3 separate regions of the Mus musculus genome follow, and all the other regions are linked to region 3. Evidence: chromatin contacts called from public HiChIP or PLAC-seq data. All regions are on one chromosome and are shown on one strand. The core of a region is the stretch at or near the end of the contact, and the rest is flanking DNA. Distances in the headings are between cores, read along the strand shown.

Region 1 (3,476 bases), core at 144-2,643, 150 kb before region 3:
ATGATGGAGCCACTGTGGGGATGGTGTGTTAGTCATGAGCTTGTCACTGTAATAGAATAGTTGAAGAGACAAGAAGAATTTAGTTGGCTCATGGTCTCAGAAGTCTCAATCAGTGGTTGGCTAGCTACATTGCTTTTCTACCTGTGACGAGACAGAAAAGTTATGGGAGAAGGGTGTGGTGAGAGAGAAAGCTACTCACATCATTGTGGCCATGAAGCAAAGAGACAGCCATTGCAATGTGAAATGTAACTATAGACAATGCTTAAATATACGTGGCTGTGTTCCAATGAAGCCTTATTTACAAGAGCACATGACAAAGTGGTTTGATCCATTATTATGGGAGTAAAAACAAGAACAGACTGAATTTGGATCAATACTAGCTTTGGTGCTTAGAAGCTGTGTTTCTGAGGCAAGCTACTTCAGCCTTTGGAGGCTTTGTTTCCCAAAATGTAAAGCAGGAGAATGATTGCTCCCTCCAGACCTGGGAGAGCCAGCTGAGAGTGCATGCAAGTGGGAGCGTCTGGGACTGCAGACACGCACAGATGTGGGAGGGGTTTGGGAGTAGCTAGCTTTAATGGTAGATCTATACCCGGCAGCCCAACTTCCTTTCCATAGCTCCATCCAGGGAATAACATGAAAGAGCGGGAGGCAGGATACTGAAGGAGTGACAGACGAGATGCTCAGAACGTTGATTTGGTTTCAGCACAAGCACTGGGCAGACATGATGATGTCCCTGGTCCTCCTTGCACAGCCTTCGGGTGTCTATTCAGCAACGCCCTGGTCTCATTGCATCCATCTCTAGCAGCTCACGGCTTCCAGAAACACAGTCCTAGACAGATGTTCAGTCTGTCTGGGGATTAGAGATACCCTCTTCCATTAAGCATAAATTAACTTAATCACCAGGTATGAAAGATAAGCAACACAAACAAACAGCACTCCCTGAAGCTTTCATTAAAATTAAAATTGTACTTAAAATTTAGCTCATATTTTCTAGGACTCAAACCCCTTCAAAGAGATAGTGTCTGCTCTATGTTTTCTCTGATAAGTGGCAGAGATGAGGGTGCAGGAGACAGTGGTAGACTGTGTGGTTTGGCTTCACCTCCTGGTCCTCTCACCAATGCAGGATCTGGACAGTTTATAGAAGTCATTCATTCAGCCGGGTCTGGTCCCTAAGCACTTCCATCACTTGTCAGACTGGTCCAAGAAAACAGAACTCAGAGGCAAGATTCCCAGATTCTTACTGCTGGGCCCCACACTGTGGAAAGCACAAGAAAAACAAGAGAGAAGGAACGCCACCCGCCACAAATCATCACGAGCCCTGGAAGGCAAGCTTCCCCTGCTCCTGCTTGCTTGTCTGGGCTGAGCCGGATGAGTGCAGAATGGGCGACCGGCGGGTCACAGTTCAATGTAGTCTTTATCAAACATTACACACACGGAAGGAATTCAGCCAAGTCTACAGAGCACGGTAGGAAGACCATGGGAGGCAGAGACAGCTAGCCTCGAATCCTGGCTCTTTATTTTGTTTTCTGCCTGTAATCTTGGGCATATCTTACTAATTTCTCTGAGCCTCAAATCCCTAGTTTACCAAATAAAGAAAATAACTTCTTGCCCATAACATCATCGTGGTAATCAGAGGAGGTCACAGAAAGGCCTGAAACTTATCCCACCTAAAGCATACACGTAATTAAGAAAGTCACTGGATATCCACCACTTTGTGGACCCAGAAGAGATCTAGATCTCAGTGACAGCAAGGCTTTTCTTGGCCTGTGGGTCAGAGAGAGGAGTTCTGAGCAGCCTTCTGCTCAGAAAGGCAGCGAGAACACGAGAACACCGTGGTGACTGGGAACTGGAGGATTGTAAGCAGCATGATATTGTCACCTGGTGAGGGGGACAGGAAGAAAACCTGGAGGGTTGAACATCTCTTGGTATGTGCAAACATCCCTGGAGGACATGACCTGAAGTGTTCTGAACGATTCTTCAGTGAGTCTCAGAGTCCAGTACCATATTTCCCTAGACCAGACAATGTCCCTTACAGAAGGAACTTGCTTGCTTTGGCTGAACTGTAGAGCTGAGGGGAACCTAGGGGTAGAGTTGAGGACACAGGGTCCTACTGTCATACACAAATTAGGACCTATCTTTTGGTTTAAAAACCTGCTCCCCTCCTCATTACAAAACACAGCCCCATGCGACCATTTCAGGATCTCAACCAAGTCTGGCACACGTTCTTCAGAAATACCAAGACGCGCTAGCCAGAGTTTTATTTTGTGGTTTGCCTCTTTCCTATTGTAAAGTTGCCTCGTTAATCAAAACAGTCATTATATCCGAGACAATCAAAGATGTCTAGGCTCTTTCCTATGTAACCCAAAACATGCTCATTTATAAGAGAAATAGTTAGAATACTTATAAGGCAAGTATTATTTTAGAAAAAGGGGGTGGACAGAAAAGATGTTTTCCGCAAACATTTCTGTCTTGACAGCTCAGTGTCACTCTCTCCGGGAGCCCTCAGCCCTTTGTGGTGAGGACAAATGTGTGTTAAAGAAAGTGGCTGGGGTTGGTCTCTTATCTGCAGTCACAGTGATGGTAGCACCACTTTCTAAACTGCCACACTCATCTGACAGGAAGCTGTGAAGGCTCTGGAAGGTTCTAAAGCCAACATACAGGGTGGCAGAATGTTACATAGAGAAGTGTTTGGAAGCTCGCCGTAGATAAGCCCCAGTGAGAGCTAAATACCAGATGTTCTCAACAAGGGAAAACCATGATGCAAGAGACTTACCAAATTGCATTTGCAGAAACCAAATAGCGAAGTGTTGTTCCACCCCACCCCACCCCTGACTGCCACCCCTGCCCCAGGACACCTGCTATGAGTGAGGTTCAGCATCTGCAAAGCACAGAGACCATGTGGTACTGATTTTGTATCTGAAATTTCTATTGTGTAGGCAATGTAGCCAGCCCCCTCTGAGGCTTTGCATGCACATGGAAAGAATCCTGTCTGTATTGCTTACCACTCAGAGTCTCTCTTAGGAAATCTCACTGACTGTTGGGCCAGCAGCAAAGGGCTCTGGGATGTTGCTAGCAGTCATTGCTAGCAACCAGGACCTGACATGTCTCTTCCTCTCTTCTCTAGTGTCCCAGGCACCAGTGCATCACATGGTAATCCCCACCTGGCTTGTAGAGCCATTCAAATGAGTATAACCACACAAACCAGGAATGGTCATATGGCCCTGGGTCTCACACTGGAGGATGAGGCACGACCTAGAGCTTAGTGTTTGGAACCTTCTCAGCCTGTACTTTGGACCTACCTCTAAGCCTGCCATTCCCAGATGATCTAGAATGGGTGGTCCAGAGGACCTGGGCCCAGCTCTTTGACTCTGTTCCTCTCGTTTCCCATGGTTCTGGGAAAGTCCCTTCCCTACACTGGGATTCTCTTTTTCAAAAGACAGTTGGGTCTAAGCAATTACTATAGCACCTTCCAACAG
Region 2 (3,557 bases), core at 711-3,210, 220 kb before region 3:
CTTTTTAAAACATAGCTCTCAGGGGTAAGACAGGGGCATGGAGACTAGGCACTTATGAGGCACACCCTTCCTGTCACCAGATCTGTCAGACCAGGCAAGAGAAGATACGATGGACTTCTGGGATCCTCTCCTCATAATCTTTCATATTGTTGCATAGCATGACGAGAGTGGGGTGGAGGGTGGGGTGTGTGTGTGTGTGTGTGTGTGTGTGTGTGTGTGTGTGATGTGTGAGGAATAGAACAACACAGAACATATTTGTAATGATCACACCCAGCTCACTGCCCAGCTCCGATGTGTGTTCTTCCATATTCTCTTCCCCAACCCATCCTCTACATAACCACTATTCTGAATGGTATGTTGACCATTTCCTCGACTTTCAGAACTACATGTGGTCATGCATATATGTCCCCCCAGACAGGACACTGCCTTATCTGACTCGCTTCCGAGCTTCATATCAGCCCCAGTGTGACTCCCACCTTCTGAAGCGCCTGCTCCTTCACAGGCAATGGCCCAAAGGTCTGGCCCATTGCTGGGGCTAGTGGCATGGGTTGGCTTGCACTGGTGCACACCACATAAGTACACACAGTTTATCACTTTTTCTGTCAAAGGAGATCTGGGTGTTTCCTGACTCAGCTAGAAGGGTTGAAGGCAGTAAGGGATGAGAGTGAAGAGAGGGGTCAGAGCAATGTCTCTCTCATAGATAGACACCTACTGACCAGCCCACAAACACACTGGGTTGCTCCAGATCCAGAGACTCAGGGATTTTGCCCCCATCAGCAGGATCATCAGGTGAAAGCCTCTGGCCAGGGATTGAGACAGTGTGAGAAGTAGTAATTGTCCCATCGAGTCCCATCCATGGTCCTATGCCAATCCTGCTCTCTGAGCCTGCAGCTCTTAAGCAGGTATTTGCAATAGCCGTGAGGAGATGGTTAGAAAGGGCTACTGAGGAGGACTTCAGGACAGTGCTAGAACAAAGAAGTCCCAACCCAGGCCACCACAAAGTGAGGGTCACACCCTGGGTTCATCCCTGAGGACAAGTGTGGCCATGCCTGTTTGGCTATTCTAAGAGCATCCCATGGGGCCAGGCAAGCATGACCAAACCACAGAGGCCCAGCAAGGAGGACCGGGTGGTCATTATGTGTGTGTCCTGCAGTAGACAGGCAACAACAGCCACCAAGGTTGGGGTAGGGCCAGCTGTAGGGGCTGAAAGTCCAGATCAGGAGCCACTGCTTTGGTTAGGGTCACAGCTAGCAAATGGGCTCAGAACCTCATGGCCATTTGCCACTATTTGACCACACGCTAAACGCTTCCAGGGTGATGAGACAGGCTAGGAATGAAGCCCTTTCTGGTATAGTAAGTACTGGAGACTTTCTCACCACCTAGTGTGTCTTAGGTTCCCTCTGCACACTCACACCTGTGTGTGTGTGTGTGTGTGTGTGTGTGTGTGTGCGCGCGCGCGCGCGCGTGCGTGCATGTGTGTGTGTGCGCGTGCATGTGTGTGTGCACACGTGCACGTGTGCACACTGGGAAGTGATGTAGGTGAAGAGGCTTTAAGAAGGTGTCAAGTGGTATCTGTTGCTCTGAGTGCCTTGGATACGCAGTAAGGGAGAGGATTTGGAACCTACTCAGAGCCAAGTCCACTCCTGCTTGCTCTGTCTGAATCACCTTTCAGGATGCTGTTAGCTGGGCTCTAGACACACGGGCAGACCTTGAGGTTTCCATGGTATGGTTCTGATGTCCATTTGCCACGTGACCTGTCCTAAGTCACTTAACTCTTCAGGAACTTAGCTTCCTCCCCTGCCTTACAGGGTCAGCACCCAACTCCTGTGAGACATGGATGACACAGGAAACACTTTGCATACTGTTGAGACTCGGCACAAGTGCAGGAAGTTATTTCTTAGCTGGGCAGGTCTTTCTTGCTTGTAGCAAGACCTGGCCAGATGGCAGCGTTACAGAGCGTAAACCCTGGCCAACCAAATTACACTCATCTGGGGCATGTGACTGTGACCCTGTTCCAGCCATGACCACAGTAATGACTTGGAAAACATGGTGGCCAAGCAACAGCTGGCACGGCTCTGCTGTGGTCAGATTTCCTGTAATCTGCTGCTGAGGAACACAGCTGCCCTGTCATTTCAGCCTCTGCCTTGTCATTGCCCAGGCAGCCCCAGCCACAGAGCCTCACATCTGCTGTCTTGAGGGCAGCAGTGTGACCCTGGCTTAAATATCAAGGTCAGCCTGGGTGTAGACAGTCATGTGGCAGAAACACACACAGAGGGAACACACTTTGTGGCTTGAACTGTATAGTTTTCTTGTTCTCCGTGTCTAATTTTGTCTTTAGCCATGACCCTCCTGTTGGATGTCTAGAGATAGAGCTTTCCTAAGGCCTAGTATAATTCTCCTCTTCCTGTGTCCTCTACCCTCTCTCTTACCCCACAGCCTATACACATCACCAGGCAGAAGCTGAGAATCAGTGTATTGGGGTGGGGGATGGAGGGGCTGTCAAGGGCTGGGGTTTCCCTCTCAGATGGACTGGGTTGAGCTTCTTCCAGCTCCTGCTTACAGCAACTGTAGCTGGCGAGCTCGACAAGTCAACCTTTTCTAGTCTGGATTTTTTTAGCTATAAGTAGCAAGCTTGTTTGTAGCCATACCCCAGAGTTGTTGCACACTCCAGCAAGAGGGAGCTGTGTAAAACAGCCCCCAATACACAGCAGTCACTTAATAAGTGAGAATATGGGTGTTTATTACTCTGACAACAGTTATCACACCTACCCACCTACAGTAACCTTGAAGTTACTGTAAATCGGCAACTATCCTCATTTTGATGTTAACTAGGACATTGGTGATAAAAGTTTGGAATCAAGTTTGGAAACCAAGACCTTAGCCTGGTGTTTGTCGCATCCCAATCCAGCTGCCTAGCTCCCCTGTGCCTCAACCTTGGTTCTTCCACACCAGATCTGCTTCCTCTCCAGAGGTTGTCACCAGTGCCTCCCTGGTTGGACCATTGGTCCTCTGTCTCTGCCAGCCTGGCCTGCTCACTCCTATTCACTAGTTTCAATATTCAGTACCTTCCAAAGTACAGCTCAAGACTTTCTTTCTCTGTAAAGCATTCCTTGTCCACTCTGACTATGTTATTTTCTTCCTTTGCAATATATCACATTCCCTGGGTACCCACTGAGATGAGACCTGAGATAGGTGTGGGCCATGTAGCTAAGGACAAGGCGAGGCCAGGGCCTCTAAGGGGTGCTCCGGTTAGTGTGAAAGACTCACAGAGATAATCCCTGCTCTGTATACATCATGCTGTCCAAGTGCTCACATGAGATGAGGGGAGAGAGTTAACTGTCCAACTGAAGGCTCCCAGAGGGGATGCCCAAGTGAGTTCAAGGCATGATTGAGGGTTTTCCCAGCAAACACCGAAGGGTCTCACATTCTCCTGTTTCCCTGCTACCTTACTGGTTGTTCTTCCCTGGCCTCTTCCTCTGGACCTGTCATTAATGGAAATATATTGGAGGTCCCTGGATATCAATTCTTGGAAACTTGTCTTTGTACATCTACCATCT
Region 3 (3,476 bases), core at 814-3,313:
CCGGGTAAAGCTGTGTTGAAAACAAACCTCCTAAGAGCACCAGGTACTGCTCCCACACCAACATAGGGAGGGACCACAGCTGATTTCTGTCCTTGTCCCCAGGGTACAGCACAGGTGAACAAAACAGAAATAATTCAATCCTAAGGATCCCTTGAGGGAGTTCTGTCTGCACCAGTGAATGAAACAGGCAACCTGCCTGCCTTGGACTCTGTGAAACTGCTCCAAAGCCATGCTCCAGAACCCCCGCCACTCCTGGACGGACTAGAATACCTAGAGAACGTCCCCAGCCCAGCTGCTGTGGGCTGTAGGCGAGGCAGGAATGCTCACTGCAAGGGTGCACAAACTGCATGGCCTTCCAACCAAGTAAACTGAGGACAGGAGGATGGCACCTGGTCCAGGCACAGGGACAGTATTTTCTGTGAGCCCCTGCAATCTTTCTCCAGAGGAAAGGGTGGTTTTGGTGGGGTGGGAATCTGCTGAGTACTTCTGGTTTTAATTATCTCTGCATTGAAAAAGGCTAAGTGAAGATAAAGAAAGAGAATGGGAGGGCAGAGATGAGTGCTCTGATTAAGAGCTGGCTAATATGGCTCTCATCACCCCTGACCTCTGCCTGACTCAGGTCAGCACCCAGAAGGCAGGGCTGGGAAACACTCAGGAGCCCCACCTCAGATACAGGCATTTGGGAGTAGTAGACCCTTCAAGGCCATACAGGGGCAGTGGTGGGGTGCTCTCCATTCTCCTCCTGCTTCCGCACACTGAGGATGAAAACCTGGCTGTAGGGGTTCCACCAATGTATTAGTCAGGGTTCTCTGCAGTCACAGAACTTATGGGTAGTCTCTATATAGTAAGGGAATTTGTTGATGACTTATAGTCTGTAGTCTGATGCCTTGAGGGTCAGCTGCCTCTGACTCTAGCCCTAAGGCTTCGCATACACTATAGGAATAATTAGTTTCTTAAGCCTGGAGGACAGTCTGAAGGACCAGGCACCAGGTGATCTTCTGTAAATCAAACACAGATTACAGAAAGTGTGACAACCAATGGAGAAAGACAAAAGGGAAAGTTATGCCTACAGGCCCGGACAGGCCTTAGCCAGGCCAGAGGTGATCTAGGCTCTGAGAAGCAGGAACCTACAATGGAAGGTGGAGAGCACGGGGCACAAGGTCCCTGAGAAGGCTCTCCTTAGCAGCACAGGAAGGGCCTGCCCTGCCCTGTTGGCAGGTGCTAACAGCAGCAAGGTCACATGTGTGGACAGTATCATCCCACAGCTGTGTAGCTGCACCACTGCCTAAGAGCAAGATACAGGTATCACCAGGGAGTCTCTTAAGCCACTTTTCTTCTCTGGGCCCTTGTCTGGCCAAAGGGGCATTTATGTAGTAAGGCTGGGGAAGTACCCAGGGGGCAGTGAACATGGCTAGAAGCTCTCAGGGTGGCACTGCACACCACTGGGACCAAGCCAGCTCACAGCCGGGCAAGCACAGTCTACTAAATAAACGGTAGCGGGTTCCGTTGTTTCTGCCCTGCCCCTCTACGAGAAGGCCTGGCCTGGTGCCGTCTAGCCTCCTGGACTCCAGCCAACCATACCATAAAGGATTCTTACTGGAGGGCAGGCTGTATTTGGTCAACATTCATGTTTTGTTTAACCACACAGTATATGACATTTTTAAATTTTGAATCAATTGCCAACATTTAAAGATGCGAAATTTTCAAATGTCACAAAAACCAAGTTTAGAACTTTCTCTTCCATGCCCAAAGTTCTGCCACCAAAGCCCAGCAGCCATCTCTGACCCCAGAAGGACACAACCCTACAAACTGTTGAAATTGTCACCACAGCTGTGAAGCGCCTCAGCTAGGGTTCCTATGTCACATGGGCAAAGCAGGGCCCACAACATACCAACCCTCTCCTAGGGTCACAGTGGGTTCTGACACACAGCAAAGACCTGCCAATGTGTGTGGATAAAGACTAAAACGGCAGATAAATAAGGTCAGCCCCAGCTTTACCCGCCCAGGATATCCTGATTGCAACACTGCTTCCTTGCAAAGCCCTGCCCCCAGCCAGTACAAACTGATTCACTTCGATCCTAGGCCCCTCCCACAGGTGGGTACTCTGACAGCAGGACATATGAGTTGGTAACGTTCAGCCTGTGTGTAGGTCTCTGAGATCATTCACTGTATGACCTTTGTTTAAAGGCTAGGCCTTTGGAGTGTCCAGGCAAGGTTAGCAGTGATCCTGGCATCTCTGCAACTCTGGCCAAGCCAAACAAAGATCCCCAGGACTTCTGTCAAGCTGAAAAAGAGAATTCAACAGCAAGAACTCACAAAGGCAAGGTTTCCACCGATGCTGCTTGCAGGACGCCTGCCCTGCTTTGAAGCTGGTAACCAATTCTTCCCTCTTTCTTTCCACTAAATGAAGCTCCACGGGGTTTTCAAGGTCAGAGCTGCATTGGCAGAGGCGGTTCTCTTTGTTCTTCTACCTCAGACTTGCCCCAAACACAGACAATTGTCCCCAACAACCAATTCCTGCTGGGTGGAGACAAGGACCAGGCAGGTGCTTCCTGTGGCCCCAGGAGTCCTGCTCTCCTGGATACGGATTCTCTGTGGGCCTGGCTTCCTGAAACTCCATCTCAGCATGTAGTTTTGGGAAGAAACAGCTGCGAGTCCCCAGAGTATACCCTCAACCCAGGGAGAGGTCAAGGCTCAGGATGGGCTTGGTTCCTTGCTGGTGGCTGCGGGTGTCACCTCAAAGCCACTCTCCTCTCTATTTCAGTCTCCTTACTTGGAAAACAAGAAAATAAATATCCAATTGGAGAGATTCAACCTCCTAATGAGATCCAGAGGAGCCGTGGGAAGCATGAAGTGCCCTGCCAGAGTTATTATCCCAGCACCTGGCACGGTACACGGCGTGCAGTAGGTGCTCAATGGGTATGCAATAGGTGCTCAATGAATGTGTGTATTTGGCACTTGGGCTGTCTATGAGAGGTCTGCCCTTCAGGAGCTACAGAGACAATGGTCATGGGCAAGGATTTGGGTCTAACAACCTCTACCTCTGGCCTAGTTCAGCAGTGGCCAGGCCCACATGAAGGCTTCACTTGCACATCTGTGTCATCAGTGCCAGGGACCTAGAGATGCTGCAGGACTCTATGTGTCGTGCTCTCTTGGACACTCAGTAGTTCTTACCCATGGTTAAGAGAACAGCCTACCCAACCCAGCCGAGAGGAGATGCCAGCCAGTCCTCAATAGGCTGTGTCCACCAGAGGACTTAAGAGCTGTGAGGCTGGCAGTTCTTTTGTACTAGCCTCAGGACCTTAGATAAGTACAGCAAGCCCTCTACACCCTTTACCCAGCACTGAAGCAAGCTTGCCTCTTAGACTTCTGATTCCGAAAACAAAGCACCTGGCACAAAGAGGCCCGCCATGGGTCCATCCTCTTCCTCCCTCAGTCTCTTCACCTCTCCTTATCCCTGCTCCTGCCTTTAGAAC

The links. HiChIP or PLAC-seq counts read pairs in DNA pulled down with a chosen protein or histone mark.
Region 1: an H3K4me3 HiChIP or PLAC-seq map of the SCID.adh cell line shows a contact between it and region 3, with 9 read pairs. The contact joins two enhancer-like sites. A contact is called at or near these places in 1 of 39 promoter capture datasets (liver), 3 of 484 Hi-C or Micro-C datasets (the G1E-ER4 cell line, bone marrow-derived macrophages and double positive thymocytes), 6 of 115 datasets of contacts at active chromatin or transcription factors (the SCID.adh cell line, embryonic basal ganglia, embryonic forebrain and 3 more) and 1 of 9 other capture datasets (liver).
Region 2: an H3K27ac HiChIP or PLAC-seq map of acute myeloid leukemia shows a contact between it and region 3, with 2.8 times the contacts expected there. The contact joins two enhancer-like sites. A contact is called at or near these places in 1 of 39 promoter capture datasets (embryonic stem cells), 1 of 15 datasets of contacts at CTCF or cohesin (large pre-B cells), 1 of 484 Hi-C or Micro-C datasets (brown adipocytes), 16 of 115 datasets of contacts at active chromatin or transcription factors (the NIH/3T3 cell line, the SCID.adh cell line, SST interneurons and 12 more) and 6 of 9 other capture datasets (adipose tissue, embryonic stem cells, embryonic tail and 3 more).

The regions. Positions count from the first base shown.
Region 1 is chr2:35,830,823-35,834,298 of GRCm38.p6, reverse strand. The region is part of intron 6 of Ttll11 (tubulin tyrosine ligase-like family, member 11); the gene reads left to right. Among named protein-coding and RNA genes, the nearest start is that of Gm10829, 8.9 kb to the left of the region's middle. Within about 2 kb of position 1,393, at least 93 of the 459 cell types and tissues checked have an H3K27ac peak or open chromatin away from gene starts, as enhancers often do. A contact at or near this core is called in the G1E-ER4 cell line, the SCID.adh cell line, double positive thymocytes and 1 more, where this site is marked.
Region 2 is chr2:35,897,489-35,901,045 of GRCm38.p6, reverse strand. The region is part of intron 4 of Ttll11 (tubulin tyrosine ligase-like family, member 11); the gene reads left to right. All of the region lies in intron 2 of Gm35396 (predicted gene, 35396), which reads right to left. Among named protein-coding and RNA genes, the nearest start is that of Gm35396, 16 kb to the right of the region's middle. Within about 2 kb of position 1,960, at least 91 of the 459 cell types and tissues checked have an H3K27ac peak or open chromatin away from gene starts, as enhancers often do. A contact at or near this core is called in the SCID.adh cell line and acute myeloid leukemia, where this site is marked.
Region 3 is chr2:35,679,043-35,682,518 of GRCm38.p6, reverse strand. The region is part of intron 3 of Dab2ip (disabled 2 interacting protein); the gene reads right to left. Among named protein-coding and RNA genes, the nearest start is that of Dab2ip, 59 kb to the right of the region's middle. Within about 2 kb of position 2,063, at least 195 of the 459 cell types and tissues checked have an H3K27ac peak or open chromatin away from gene starts, as enhancers often do. A contact at or near this core is called in the G1E-ER4 cell line, the SCID.adh cell line, acute myeloid leukemia and 2 more, where this site is marked.